Linked DNA regions of Mus musculus: regions 2 and 3 are each linked to region 1. The links are chromatin contacts, called in public Hi-C and HiChIP or PLAC-seq maps. All regions are on one chromosome and are shown on one strand. Each heading gives the region's core, a stretch centred on a gene start, on an enhancer-like site or on the middle of the called end of the contact. The rest is flanking DNA. Distances are from core to core; before and after follow the strand shown. Region 1 holds the start of Cyp27a1 (cytochrome P450, family 27, subfamily a, polypeptide 1). Region 2 holds the start of Dnajb2 (DnaJ heat shock protein family (Hsp40) member B2). Region 3 holds the start of Cxcr1 (chemokine (C-X-C motif) receptor 1).

The links. A called contact is a pair of places that touch in the nucleus more often than the background predicts. HiChIP or PLAC-seq counts read pairs in DNA pulled down with a chosen protein or histone mark.
Region 2: a Hi-C map of liver shows a contact between it and region 1, with 2.1 times the contacts expected there. The contact joins the promoter of Dnajb2 here to the promoter of Cyp27a1 in region 1. A contact is called at or near these places in 2 of 39 promoter capture datasets (cranial neural crest and liver), 1 of 484 Hi-C or Micro-C datasets (liver) and 2 of 115 datasets of contacts at active chromatin or transcription factors (bone marrow-derived macrophages and pancreatic cancer cells).
Region 3: an H3K27ac HiChIP or PLAC-seq map of hepatocytes shows a contact between it and region 1, with 3 times the contacts expected there. The contact joins the promoter of Cxcr1 here to the promoter of Cyp27a1 in region 1. A contact is called at or near these places in 2 of 115 datasets of contacts at active chromatin or transcription factors (hepatocytes and pancreatic cancer cells).

Annotation. Positions count from the first base shown.
Region 1 is chr1:74,711,687-74,715,786 of GRCm38.p6, forward strand. Cyp27a1 (cytochrome P450, family 27, subfamily a, polypeptide 1) reads left to right here and starts at 1,849. Exons shown (of 9, transcript NM_024264.5): 1 at 1,849-2,205. The coding sequence starts at 1,945.
Region 2 is chr1:75,234,366-75,238,465 of GRCm38.p6, forward strand. Dnajb2 (DnaJ heat shock protein family (Hsp40) member B2) reads left to right here and starts at 2,058. Exons shown (of 9, transcript NM_001159883.1): 1 at 2,058-2,224; 2 at 2,487-2,583; 3 at 3,090-3,199. The coding sequence starts at 2,519.
Region 3 is chr1:74,192,813-74,196,912 of GRCm38.p6, forward strand. Cxcr1 (chemokine (C-X-C motif) receptor 1) reads right to left here and starts at 1,819. Exons shown (of 2, transcript NM_178241.4): 1 at 1,780-1,819; 2 at 1-57. The coding sequence starts at 49.

The DNA of each region.
Region 1 (4,100 bases), core at 599-3,098:
AAGCACAGGACTCCATCATACTAGGGACGTTCTCTTCCACCGAACCATATCCCCAGTCCCTGTGATGCATTTGCATTTGCACGAGTCTTCATTTTCATTAAAAAATAAAATCAGATTTATTCATTTTAATCTTACGTAATTTTTTTTCCTTGCATGTATGTATGTGAACTATGTGCATGTTTGGTTGCCATGGAAATTGGAAGAGGACAGCTGATCCCTGGAGTTATGGATGGTTGTGAACCACCTGTGTCTACCTGTCCATTCAGCATACAGGTGGTGGGACTCAAACCCAAGTCCTCTACAACAGCCACAAGTGCTCTGAGCCACATCTATAGCCCTGTGTTTTTAACTTTATGAAAACTACACTTCTAGCCAGGCATGGTGGGACACACTTTTTTTTTTTAAAAAAGATTTATTGATTGATTGATTGACTTATTATATGTAAGTACACTGCAGCTGTCTTCAGACGCACCAGAAGAGGGCATCAGATCTCATTATGGGTGGCTGTGAGCCACCATGTGGTTGCTGGGACCTTCGGAAGAGCAGTTGGGTGCTCTCACCCACTGAGTCATCTCACCAGCCCGGTGGTACACACTTTTAATTCCAGCACTTAGAGACAGAAGCAGGCAGGTCTCTTGAGTTCCAGCCTGGTCTACAGAACAAGGTCCAGGACAGTTGGAGCTACACAGAGAAACCCTGTCTCAAACCAACCAAACAACCCAACAACAACAAAAGAAAACGAAACTTCCAATATACATAAAACAGTTCATGAAACAACACTTGGTTATTTTTCCCCCTTTGGGGCAAATTTTCTGTCCCATTTTATTCTTTTTGCTTTATTGGAATAGTCTGAAGCCAGGCCATGTAGGTAGGCAGTCCTTTTTAAAAATACAAATTTAAAAACTTATGGTATGTGTATGGGTGTGTTTCCTGCATATTGTCTGTGTGCCACTTGCATGCTTGGTGCACACAGAGGGGTTTCGGAGGCTGTGAACTTCCCCTCTGGAAGAGCAGCCATCTCTTCAGCCCTTCCTCTTTTTAAAAAATTGTTGTTATTAGTTTAGTTTTTTTGTTTTTTGTTTTTTGTTTTTTGTTTTTTGAGACAGAGTTTGATTATCTACCTCTAGCTGACCTGGAACTTGCTATGTAGACCAGGCTGACCTGGGACTCACAGAGTTCACTTGCCTCTGCCTCACAAATGCTGAAATTAGAGGCTTGCGCAACCATAACTGGTTCAAAATCCTTAATGCCTGCACTCTGGAGGTTGGGGCAGGAAGGTGGAGGATTGAGCCCAGCCTGGCCTACACGTCTTCAAACAAAACAAAACGGGAAAAAGAAAACAAAATCAAATCCCCAAATCTGTTCTCAAAAGCAGAAATGATACTCTTAAAAAAAAAAAATCCCTAATACCGCAATTTGTTTTGTTTTTCCTCCTCTCTGGGCCTCACGTGACTGCTGTCCCAGGTCCACAATCAGCTTCAGCCTCTGGGGAACAGCAGCGCGTTCCCGGGCCATCTGGAAAGTGAGGGACACCAGAGATGGCGCTCTGCAGGTCAAGCAAAGGCAAGCCTAGCTGGGTGGGGCCTGAGGGACTTGGAAGTTGACTGCTGTGCTCCATCTCACGACTGAGAGCCAGCGAAGTTCTTGAGAGTCCGTGGATGAGGAGGCTGCTAACTCCAGAGAGCTCCCTAGTTCATCTTGTCCACCTCTGCCTGCCTTCTTAGTAGAGGTCTTGCAGCTGGAGAAGGCGGCGTTTGTGTGTTCAGGACAGATCCTGATTGGAAGGGGTTATGAAAGGATCTGGCTAGTCCTCTATTGGCCCGCCCCGGGACCACCTCTGCCTTTAAAGTCGCCAGGTCGCAAAGCCCGAGTTCTGTCTGCCTCCTTGCCTGGATAGGGCTCATAGTCTCTGGATCTAAACTCTTGGCTTCTCGGGCACGATCCATGGCTGCGTGGAGCCGCACGAGGCTGAGATGGACGCTCCTGGACCCGCGTGTGGTGGGCCGTGGCCTCTGCCCACAAGGGGCCAGAGCCAAGGCCACGATCCCTGCAGCCCTCCAGGCACAGGAGAGTACGGAGGGTCCAGGAACAGGTCAAGACCGGCCGCGCCTGCGGAGTCCGGCGGAGCTTCCGGGGACCGGAACGCTACAATTTTTATTCCAGCTATTTCTACAAGGCTATGTGCTGCACTTGCCCGACCTCCAGGTAACCATCGGACAGAGGCATCGCCACCTGGGTCTGGGCACTGGGACAGAAAAAGAAGCTGGCTATGGGAGAGAAGAGGGATAAACAGTAAATAGAACTTAGCTCGCCACTGTCTGAGGCTCGAGCCATAAACTGGAAGGGCATGCAGGGTGCAGAGAGAATCCTTTGAGCTAAAACAGGCGATGGGTGTCACCGATCAAGAGATCATCATCAATGTGGTGGGCACAAGTTGGGAAAGGAAGAGGTTGCGTTGGGAGAGAATGACTCATGCTAGTGTATACAGTGCCCGGTGTTGGGGGAACCCTGTTACTTCAGAGATGCCATTCCCCTCCTGCTTCTTCCAAAGGAGTTAACTTTGGAAGCTACTTTGCAATCTGTAGGACACATTTGTCCACAGAAGAAAAAAACAAAAAACAAAAAAAGATTGCTTCTCAGGGAGTGAAAGAAAACACATTAGGGAGCAGGCAAAGGAATTTCTGATGTAATTGCACCTCGACACCCTGCCAGACGGAGAGGAGGGTGAGGATGGGGACAGAGAAAGAGAAATCCAGCAGCCAGGAAAGTTTGTCTGTGTAGCTATCCCTGTCAGACTCAGGAGGTACTGAGAGATGATTTAAAATAACAAAGCAAAACAAACCATTCCCTGGGACTGGAGAGAGGGCTCCATGGTTAGGAGGACATCTCTCTTTTCCAGAGGACCTGAGTCAGTCAGCACCCTTGTCAGTCAGTTTACAACCACCCAGGGGAATCTGATGTCTCTGCCCTTCCAGGACCATGCACTCATGAGCACATACCTGCTGACACACACGTGCATAGTTAAAAAGAATACAAATTGTAAGCAAGCAAGCAAGCAAGCAAGCAAGCAAGCAAGCAAGCAAGCAAGCAAGCAGGAAGCCTGGCATGGTGGCGCAACACTTACCTTTAATCCCAGAAATCAGGAGGGAGAGGCATTAGAATCTGTATAAATTACAGGCTAGCCCATGCTACATAGGCTAGCCAGTGCTACATAGTGAGAACAGAAGGGAGGGGGGAGGGAGGAAGGGAGGGAGAGAGGGTAGAGGGAGAGAGGGAGAGAGACGACAGAGATAGAGAGACACACACAAAGAGAGAGGGAATATGAGCTATTTCCTGCAGACCTGATAATCTCTAGGCCAAGAAACAAAGGAGTTGAAAGGTCCTCTAAGTTCTCTAGCTTGATTTCAACCTCTAGAAATTGAGAGGCCTGGGGAATGCCTGATGCCTAGGGTCTAGGGACTGAAGCTTCCTCAGGGGGATTTGCTCAAGATGTAATTCTAGATAGCTTTGTAAGGAGAATGGGGAAGTAAACCCGTGAATATATAGAGTTTTGGCTGTTTGCTAAGACAATGTTTTCCTATATAGTCTAGATTGGCTTTAACTCTTTCCTCCTGCCTCAGCCTCCTGAGTGCTGGGATTCTGTATATAAAGACCATCATGGCCCAGAAGTAGATTTTTTTTTTAATGATTTATTTTATTTCTGTGTGTGTGTGTGTGTGTGTGTGTGTGTGTGTGTGTGTGTGTGTGTGTTTGAGTGTTCGTGTCTGTTTGTATGAAGAGACCAGAGGAGGATCTGTGAGAACTGGAGTTACAGGTAGTTCATGAGTACCAGGAACCAGACTCAGGTCCCATGTAGAGCATCAAGAAAACTTGCCTGCTGCTCCATCCACACAGCCCTGTGAATGGCCTTTTAAACAGGTACAGATGGCGGCAGTGTCAGGACTCTAAACATCTTGATCGTATGAATCTGAGCTGCCCATGAGGAATACATTAATCCTCACTTCCTGTGCTTGGGGCTGCTGTGAGTTAGGAGAGTGTGGCACTTCCTTAAAACAGGGCAACAGCATCACTGCGGAAGACCATGTGTTGCTCTGTATCGT
Region 2 (4,100 bases), core at 808-3,307, 520 kb after region 1:
AACCACTGAGCCATCTCTCCAGCCTGGCTTTTCTTAATATCACATTCCTGGTAGGTGCTAGCCTGCTGTGTGTTGAGATGAGAGAAAGAGAAAAATAGCAAAAACTTGGAAGATTTTGGAGTAATTTACTTACTCTTGATTTGTTTAAACCAAATATAAGTACTTCTTGGTCCTTGGGTCAGTCAGAATTCGATTGCAATCAGCAGAAGCTAACCAAGAAAATTAAACCACCAACAAAACAAAACAAAATAAAGCAAAGCAAAGCAAAACTAAACTAAATCAACCATTTCCCGCCACTAAATCACCCTCAAATTAGCAACGTATGGAACTCGCATCGATTCAGTCAATGCAGGGCTGGCAGCCAAACCTCAAACAGCAGTGACAAAGGAGGTCTGGCAGCTCTGTCCCCTCCCTCCCGACAGTGATCATCTGTCCTCAGCACGGGGACAGACACTTCCTCCTCCAGGCACAAGAGGCCGCTGAAGGACCCACAGCAACCTGCACTACACAGAAGCAAATTCTTAGCCACCTTCACCTTCATCTCTCTTTCTCTATTCAGATTTGAAGTCCCACTTAGTCGTGACTTCTCATTGGCAGAACTCATCTTGTGCCTGCACCCTTAGATCAGGGAAGCAAGAGCCTCAAAGTTCTGTGGTAGATACTTCATCTCTTATTAAGGCTGAAACAACCAAAATTCCCCAAGTGTAGGTAGGAAGTCTCTAGATGTAGGCAGGAGTTCAGAAGGTGGGGAGACAGGAAAAGGGGACAAAATGACGGCAGCCTTCCCTTGGTTGGTGCTCAAGCTGTTGCTTTGATGAGATGTCCCCAGGTCACCTGTCCTGAAACACTGACTGGACTCATACAACCATTCCTGCTTGGGTCATGTGTGACACCAGAAAGCATTATGCTAATAACAGCTTCCATAAACCATGCTTCATTTGACTTCTAACAACTCTAGGTGTTACCTATACTTAAGGGGGAAAACAGGCCTTGGATGTTCCCAAGTCACACAGCAGCATCCGGTTGCAAGGCCAGGTCTCCCTGCTCTCAGAGTTCTGAGTTTCCCAGTGGGTTCTGCTGATAGGCTGTGTGTGTGTGTGTGTGTGTGTGTGTGTGTGTGTGTGTGTGACATCCCATGCCATTTTTTATCCCTCCCCCAGTGCTGGGAATTGAGGCTAAGTAAGGTCTGGCGGCTGCTGGGCAAGCACTCTACCCCTAAGCTATCCCCATAGCTTTACATTCTTAGTACCTTCTGGCAGCATCTACTAAGAAAACAGTACACTAATGTCTAGGAATTGGCCAGATGGAATAAAACAAGACCCACTTCTGGAAGGTTCCCTTTTCCTGAGATCTGAATCCAGAAATCATTCTGAGGCTAAATAGATCTACTTACGATCAGCTGTGGAAGAGAAACGTTGAGTCTACTAATTTCCTCATACTAGGCTCTTCTACCTCACCCTTTCTAGGTCAAAAATGTTAAAAGTCTTCCAAGTGTTATTCGGCTGTCCAACTGATACGTTTCAATTCTGACTAAAGACTAAGGGGATGACGAACGAAGGAGGACACAATTCTTACCTTGTATAATTTACATTCTACTGGGGGAGATAGATGATCATCAAATAAATGTTAATTTGTGGCTCTGACAGTGTGGAGAAGAAAATGCCACGAGACTCTATAAAAAGCAGGTCTGACCTACTCAGGGGAGCCAGGGCAGCCTCTTTTGAAGACTTAGCACTGGAGCTAAGCTATGAAGAAGGGTTAGGCCCAGAGGAGACTCGGTGAGTCTTGGAGGTGATGGCCTGGGGGAAGTACTCAGGGATCGTGAAGCACTTTTAGAGGCCAGCGACAGGACAGGGGACCCGCACCTAGCTTGCGGACCGCCCCTCTGCCTGTGTTTGAGAGACTGCGTCATAGCTGGAAAGATATAGCCGACTTCAGCCTCCTAAGTCCCACCTGGGAATGACGTCGCCTGGGTGAAAAACTAAAATAAACGGCTCCGCCCTCATCTCCCAGCAGCCCCTGCAGCGCCCCCGCCCCCCCCGCCCCCGCCCCCTCGTGTGACCGGCCGAGCCGGCCCTCTGAGTCTCTAGTAGTTTCCAGGGCGCTGACGCATGCTTGCGCACACAACCCAGCCTGGCGTGTCGTACGCAGTGGCCGCGAGCCGGGCAGCGGGTGCTAGGCGGTTCCCCTGCGGGGGGCAGGGGCGGGACTCCCGGCAGAGGAGGTGCGGTCCCAGCTGGGTCAGGTTGGGGGTTCAGATCGGGTTACTAGACTTAGGGGGTTCGGGTAGGGCTCCCCACTCCTGCCGTGAGATAGCCCTGGGCACCGGCCTGCGGGACCAGATAAAGGCTGCGAAGGAGCCTAGTCACTGGCCGCAGGCGTGGCTCCCCGGCCCGATTCCACCTCGAAGTGTCGCCTGCCTGCCCGGGGTTGCGGCCGCACGGAGCTGCGGTGCCTCTGTCGGCCTGACCCCTTCTCTCCCGCAGCCTGGAGGAGGGACGTCTGACGCTGAGTTGCCATGGCATCCTACTACGAGATTCTAGACGTACCGCGGAGTGCGTCCCCTGATGACATCAAGAAGGCGTAAGTGCCTCGGCTGTGTTACAGAAAGGCTCTGACCCTTGTTCCCCGCCCCCCTGAGTGCCAGGGGCCCTTTAGAGGTCTGGCTGAAGGGAGGAAGGAGACCCTTGGGAAAGTACGAAGACCAAGTCCAGCCAGGGAAGAAGAGCTGACCTTCTTTAGCGTCCTCTATACACCCAGCTCCCCTCTCCTCCAGCTCCTACATGTGGGCTTGCCCAGGTTGCAGTGCTAAAATGCCCAGGCTATGAGACAGGACAGTGTCTCCACTCTCCCTGTGGCTATAGATAGCTCTATCAAAAGAACCCCAAGAAAGGGCTTATGGCAGGGACTTTCCTTTTTACTCATATCCCTGGCACACCACAGGGAGAGAAACCCCTGAATACAGGCTGCAGTCGTGAGGTATTCTGGGATCGGGGCAGTGAAAGGGTGTTGGACTAAGCAAAAAGGGTAGTCGGTGGGCAAAGCCTACATCAGTCTCCTGACCCTCCCTCTGCACTCACTTCCTGCAGGTACCGAAAGAAGGCTCTGCAGTGGCACCCAGACAAGAACCCGGATAATAAAGAATTTGCTGAAAAAAAATTTAAGGAGGTGGCAGAGGCCTATGAAGTACTATCTGACAGTAAGGCTTGGGGTCCTGCAGGGACCGGCATGTCCCCCTGCTTCCATTCATTCTTGGTACTCCTTCCTAAAGCCACGCCTCCATCCCGTCTCCTCCATGATTTTATTTTAGATAGTGTTTAATCGCCTCCATGTTATGTCTGTCTAGCAGGGTCTGAAGAGCAATTTGGGTCCTGATCGGGGAAGGTCATAGCTTTCCTGCCAGGCCAGCTTATCACCCCCATTTTGTAGGCTAGTAAACTGAGGCTGAGAGAGATGAAATAATTTGCCCATTTCTTGAGCCAGAATATGAATCCAGGTCTGATGGGTGATTTTTTTTTTTCCTCTGTGCTTGAGTATGCCTAGGGCATTGCACATGCTAAAGCAAGTTTTCTACTGTCAAGCCATGATTCCAGACCCAGGTCATTCACTCATTCATTTATTCATTCATTTAGAAAACAGTCTGACTAGACATGGCTATAATTCCAGCACTCAGGAGGTAAGGTAATGCAGGAGGATTTTAAGGTCAAAGGTCCTGTTTCAATAAGTAAACAAACTTCAAAACAACAACCACTAGTTGAGGCTGTAACTTTGTCAGTAGAGTGCTTTGGTAACATACACAAGGCCCTATGTATGATCCCTAGCCCCGCATAAACTTGGCGTGGTGGCGCATGCCTGTAATCCTAGCGACACAAGATGGAGGCAGGAGGATCGAAAGTTCAAGGTCTTCCTTGGCCACATATCAAACTCATGACCATCCTGGGCTACATGAATAGTATCTTTTTTTTTTTTTTTTGAGACAGGGTTTCTCCGTATAGTCCTGGCTATCCTGGAGCTCACTTTGTAGACCAGGTTGGCCTCGAACTCAGAAATCTGCCTGCCTCTGTCTCCCAAGTGCTGGGATTAAAGGCGTGCGCCACCAC
Region 3 (4,100 bases), core at 569-3,068, 520 kb before region 1:
CAAAGTCACCCTCAGGATTAGTCCAGATGAAATATTCAGCCTCGGCCATTGTTTGATCTAGGTGAAAGGTAAGAAAGAGAGATAAGATTTAGTAACCAAATTCAAGTGTTGTGAGTGTTGAGGGGGTAGTATTGGCTTCTCTGTTGCCTTGACAACCAAAGTTCACCCCCTTTGCCTTCAACTTGAACTTTGGTAGGTTAGCTTCCTAATGCTGTCAAAGTCCTTGGACAGTCAGTCTGAGTATAGAATAAAACCCATGGGAGATACCTTTGCCTTCAGTTGGCTCTACAGTTCTCAACTCTATGCCCAGCTCTTCCTTGTCTCCTCTTAACCATCTTTGTCCTCAGCCACGCCCCTGGGTTCAGATACAGTCACCAGGTTGTTCTTACACTCAGGGAAGAGCCAGCACACAGCAAACGGAAGGAGGCAAGGTGTATCTGGGCGTCCCCTCCAACCTTATGTCTTATATATGCCCCCTCATTATTGTTTGCAATTTTTGTAAAGACATATTATTTTTCATTGCTTTTATTTATGTATAAGTGCATATGAACTTGTCTGTGTGTCTATATGTAGAGGTCAGAAGAAGGCATCTGATCCCTTGGAACTGGAGCTACCAGGAGTAGCGAGCTGCCCAAAGTGGGTCCTAGGAACCAAATCCTCAGGAGCACTCCATGCTCCTAACCACTGAGCTATCTCCCCAGCCCCTTGTTTGCCTTTCTTAAAACCTACCTGGAGAAAGAGGTGATAACTTCAGATTACATTACACTGTACTCTGCGCCTTGTCTTCTGATGAGATTGTCTCCAGCTTTCACAGTTGTAAACATCGCGTCAAAAGCACACAGAAGAGGCCAAAGCAATGATTCAGTGAGGTGCCTGCGTGCTGCCAAGCCGAAAACCTGAACTTGATCCCCAGAGCCCACATGGTAGAAGGAAAGAACTACCTCATGTAGGTTATTCTCTGGCCTCCACACCTAAGCTCACACACACATTAAGCGTGAAATAGAAAAATTTTAAATGCATGTCAAGGGTTGGTGAGATACCTCGGCAGAGCTTGTCACACAAGCCTGACACCTTGAGTTTGCTCCCAGAATCTATGATGGAAGAAGGAAACCAGCTCCTTAAAATTGTCCTCTAGCCTCTGGCCTCTGTATATAGTCCTGCACACTTGCACACACACACACACACACACACACACACACACACACACACTTGAGACATGAGAACACGTGTGCACCTCTACCCAACACCAGGGCTCTGTAATCTGGAAGTATTTAGAAGTTAACTGAGTTTAAGATGAGGATACAGTTACCTAATGCCCACTCTCAATGGCTACCTTACCTGGGGCCTTTAATCCCCAAAGATTTCCACTTATCAACTGCAGATTGTGGGAAGATAGGGAGCTCTCCCAGCTTCCAGGCCTTGGATTCTATGGCAAGGGCAACCACATCCCTACCCCTTGGGATGCTCTCTCAGTGCCAGAGTTTGCATCTTCACAGAAGATGAAGGTTAGAGAGAAGCAATCAACACTGAGCCAGGAAACTGTTCACTGCAGCCACATAACAGGAAAGCAATAAAAAGCAATGGCTGAGGGGAGGGGGGCTGTGACCGTAAGCACCTAGGAAGTCAGAGTTGCGTACCTAGACACAGTGAGGGGACAAGAAACCATTTATCAGAAATCCCTTAGTCCCACAGAAACCAGTGTGTTTTCTAAAATAAAGTTGGACCAAGCCTTCCTACCCCAACATGTGGACTGACACACAGCTGACACAGGCGTCCTACCTGAGGCACCAGCTGGGTCCGTTCCTTGTGTGCGGGAGGAGCCTGCAGCTCAGGAAACAGAATGATCAAACAACCGAAGGGACTGGATGAATAAAAGAAAGAGGGAGAAACCACACCTCCCCCTAGAGCCCCGCCCACATCTGCATTTGGGTACAGATGAAGTCATGGGGCCCGGCAGTATCAGAGATTCTGAGTTCCGTAGGCTTAGCAGGGTGACCCTGCAGTTAAGGGTGTTCTCTCTAACTCCTTCCCTCCATAGATGATCACTTCTACCATCTTCAGTTTCTTGAATTTACCTGCACGTGCCACCCCTAAGTTTCCTAATAGATTACCTTGAGAAGTTTCTAACTTCCCAAGGGGAATAAGAAAGGGGGCAGTACAGACTTCCTATAACAGAAGTTTCAGAAGTCCACGGTGGGAAAGACTTAGGGAGTCTAAAGGAGAACTTAGCGGAAAGCTGGTGGTAGGGTCTACACTTAAGCTGTGTTTGGACAGCACGCAGACATTTATGTTGGTGCTGGAATAGAACCCAGGACCCAGTGCATGCTGGGACAAGTATCCTACCGCTGAGCTACACCTGCAACCCCAATGCTTGCTGTTTTGTTTTGTTTTGTTTTGTTTTGTTTTGAGACAGAGTCTCTCATAGCCCATGCTGACCTTAAGTCCATAAACCTTCATCTCTCTCCCAAATATTGGCATTACAAGTATACACCACTATGCCCAGCTATAAGCACGCCATTTTCACTTATATTTATAGGCATCTTTAGGGTCATGTGGTAGAGATTTTGGAAGGAAAACCTTTCCTTTACACTCTCTTTTACTTCCAATTATTGCTTGGTTACAGTAGAGCTGAGGTTTGGGGCATGGCCACTCCTTCCCTGAAGTCTATCAGAAGATCATGAGGGCTGGGAAAACAGTGAAAGACCATCTGGGGGTGATGCCATTACTGCTCCCCATTTGGTACTGAAGGACAGCTTCTTTAGGAAGCTGCCTGAGAAGTCCCTGAGCAACTCACAGCTGACCCCTGACTTTATTCCTAGGGTTCAGTGGACTGGTTAGTTTGAACTATCAACTAAACACAACCTAGAGTCATCTGAGAAGGGAATCCCAATTGAGGGATTTCTCAGATCAGACAGGCCTGTGGGCATATCTGTGGAAGATTGTCTTGATCTCTAATTGATGTAGGAGGGCCCAGCCCACTGTGGGAGGCACCATCCCCAAGCAGGTGGCCCTGGTCTGTATAAGAAAACTTGGTAGGGATGGAAAAATGGCTGACTGGGTTAAGAGCACAGACTGTGGGCTGGAGAGATGGCTCGGCAGTTAAGAGCACTGACTGTTCTTCCAATTCCCAGTTCAATTCCCAGCAACCAGATGATGGCTCACAGCCATCTGTAATGGGATCCGATGTCCTCTTCTGGTGTGTCTGAAGACAGCGACAGTGTGCTCATAAACATTATACAAACAAATAAAAGAACATGGCCTGCTCTTCTGGAGGACTCAAGGTTGGTCCCCAACATCCACATGGTAGCTTCAAAAGGTCTGTAGCTCCAGTCTCAGGGGAAATCTGATGCCCTCTGCTGGCTTCTGAGGGCAGCACATGCACACGGTGCTCAGATGTCCGTGCAGGCACAACACCCACGTACACAAAATTGCCTATTCTATGCATGTCAAGATGAACTTTTCCTGCAAGTGGTTTACAAAGAATTGCGTTTAAAATTTAACATTTTCACGCTTATTGCCTGTTATAATTTTATGCTTATAATTCCCACGGTAAAAATGCCCTCTATTATCTTGTGTACATTTCAATACCATAATCCTTCTTTTCCAAATAAAAATGAAACCTTCAGTTTCAGAAACTAAAGAATGTTTAATGAAAGCCAGCCAGCCACGGCCCTGTGAGTGAGCCAACAAGAAGTGTTCCTCTGTGGTTTCTGCCTCAAACCCCTGTTCAAGATCCTGCCCTGAATCCCCTCAGGGTTGGACCAGGACCTGTACGCAAAATAAATCCTTTCCTCCCCTGGGTTGCTTTTAGTCACAATCTTCTCTCAGAGAAACAGCGATGAAGCGGGAACTCTCCTAAACCTTTTCCCACTACACTGTGAGTTCCACTATGCTGTGACAATGCGTTTGCAGGGGAGGCTCCTGCTTTGCGCTGTCTGCAGCTAGAGAGCAAAGGTCCCCTTTCCAATTCGCCTTTGGACCTGTCCTCTGCCAGGAAACACAGCATGTGACTGCCAAGGGTTGTCAACGAAATGCTGTTTCTCTCGAAACTCATGGAGTACACCTCACACTGCACCACTCTAAAAGGGTCCTAACTAAGA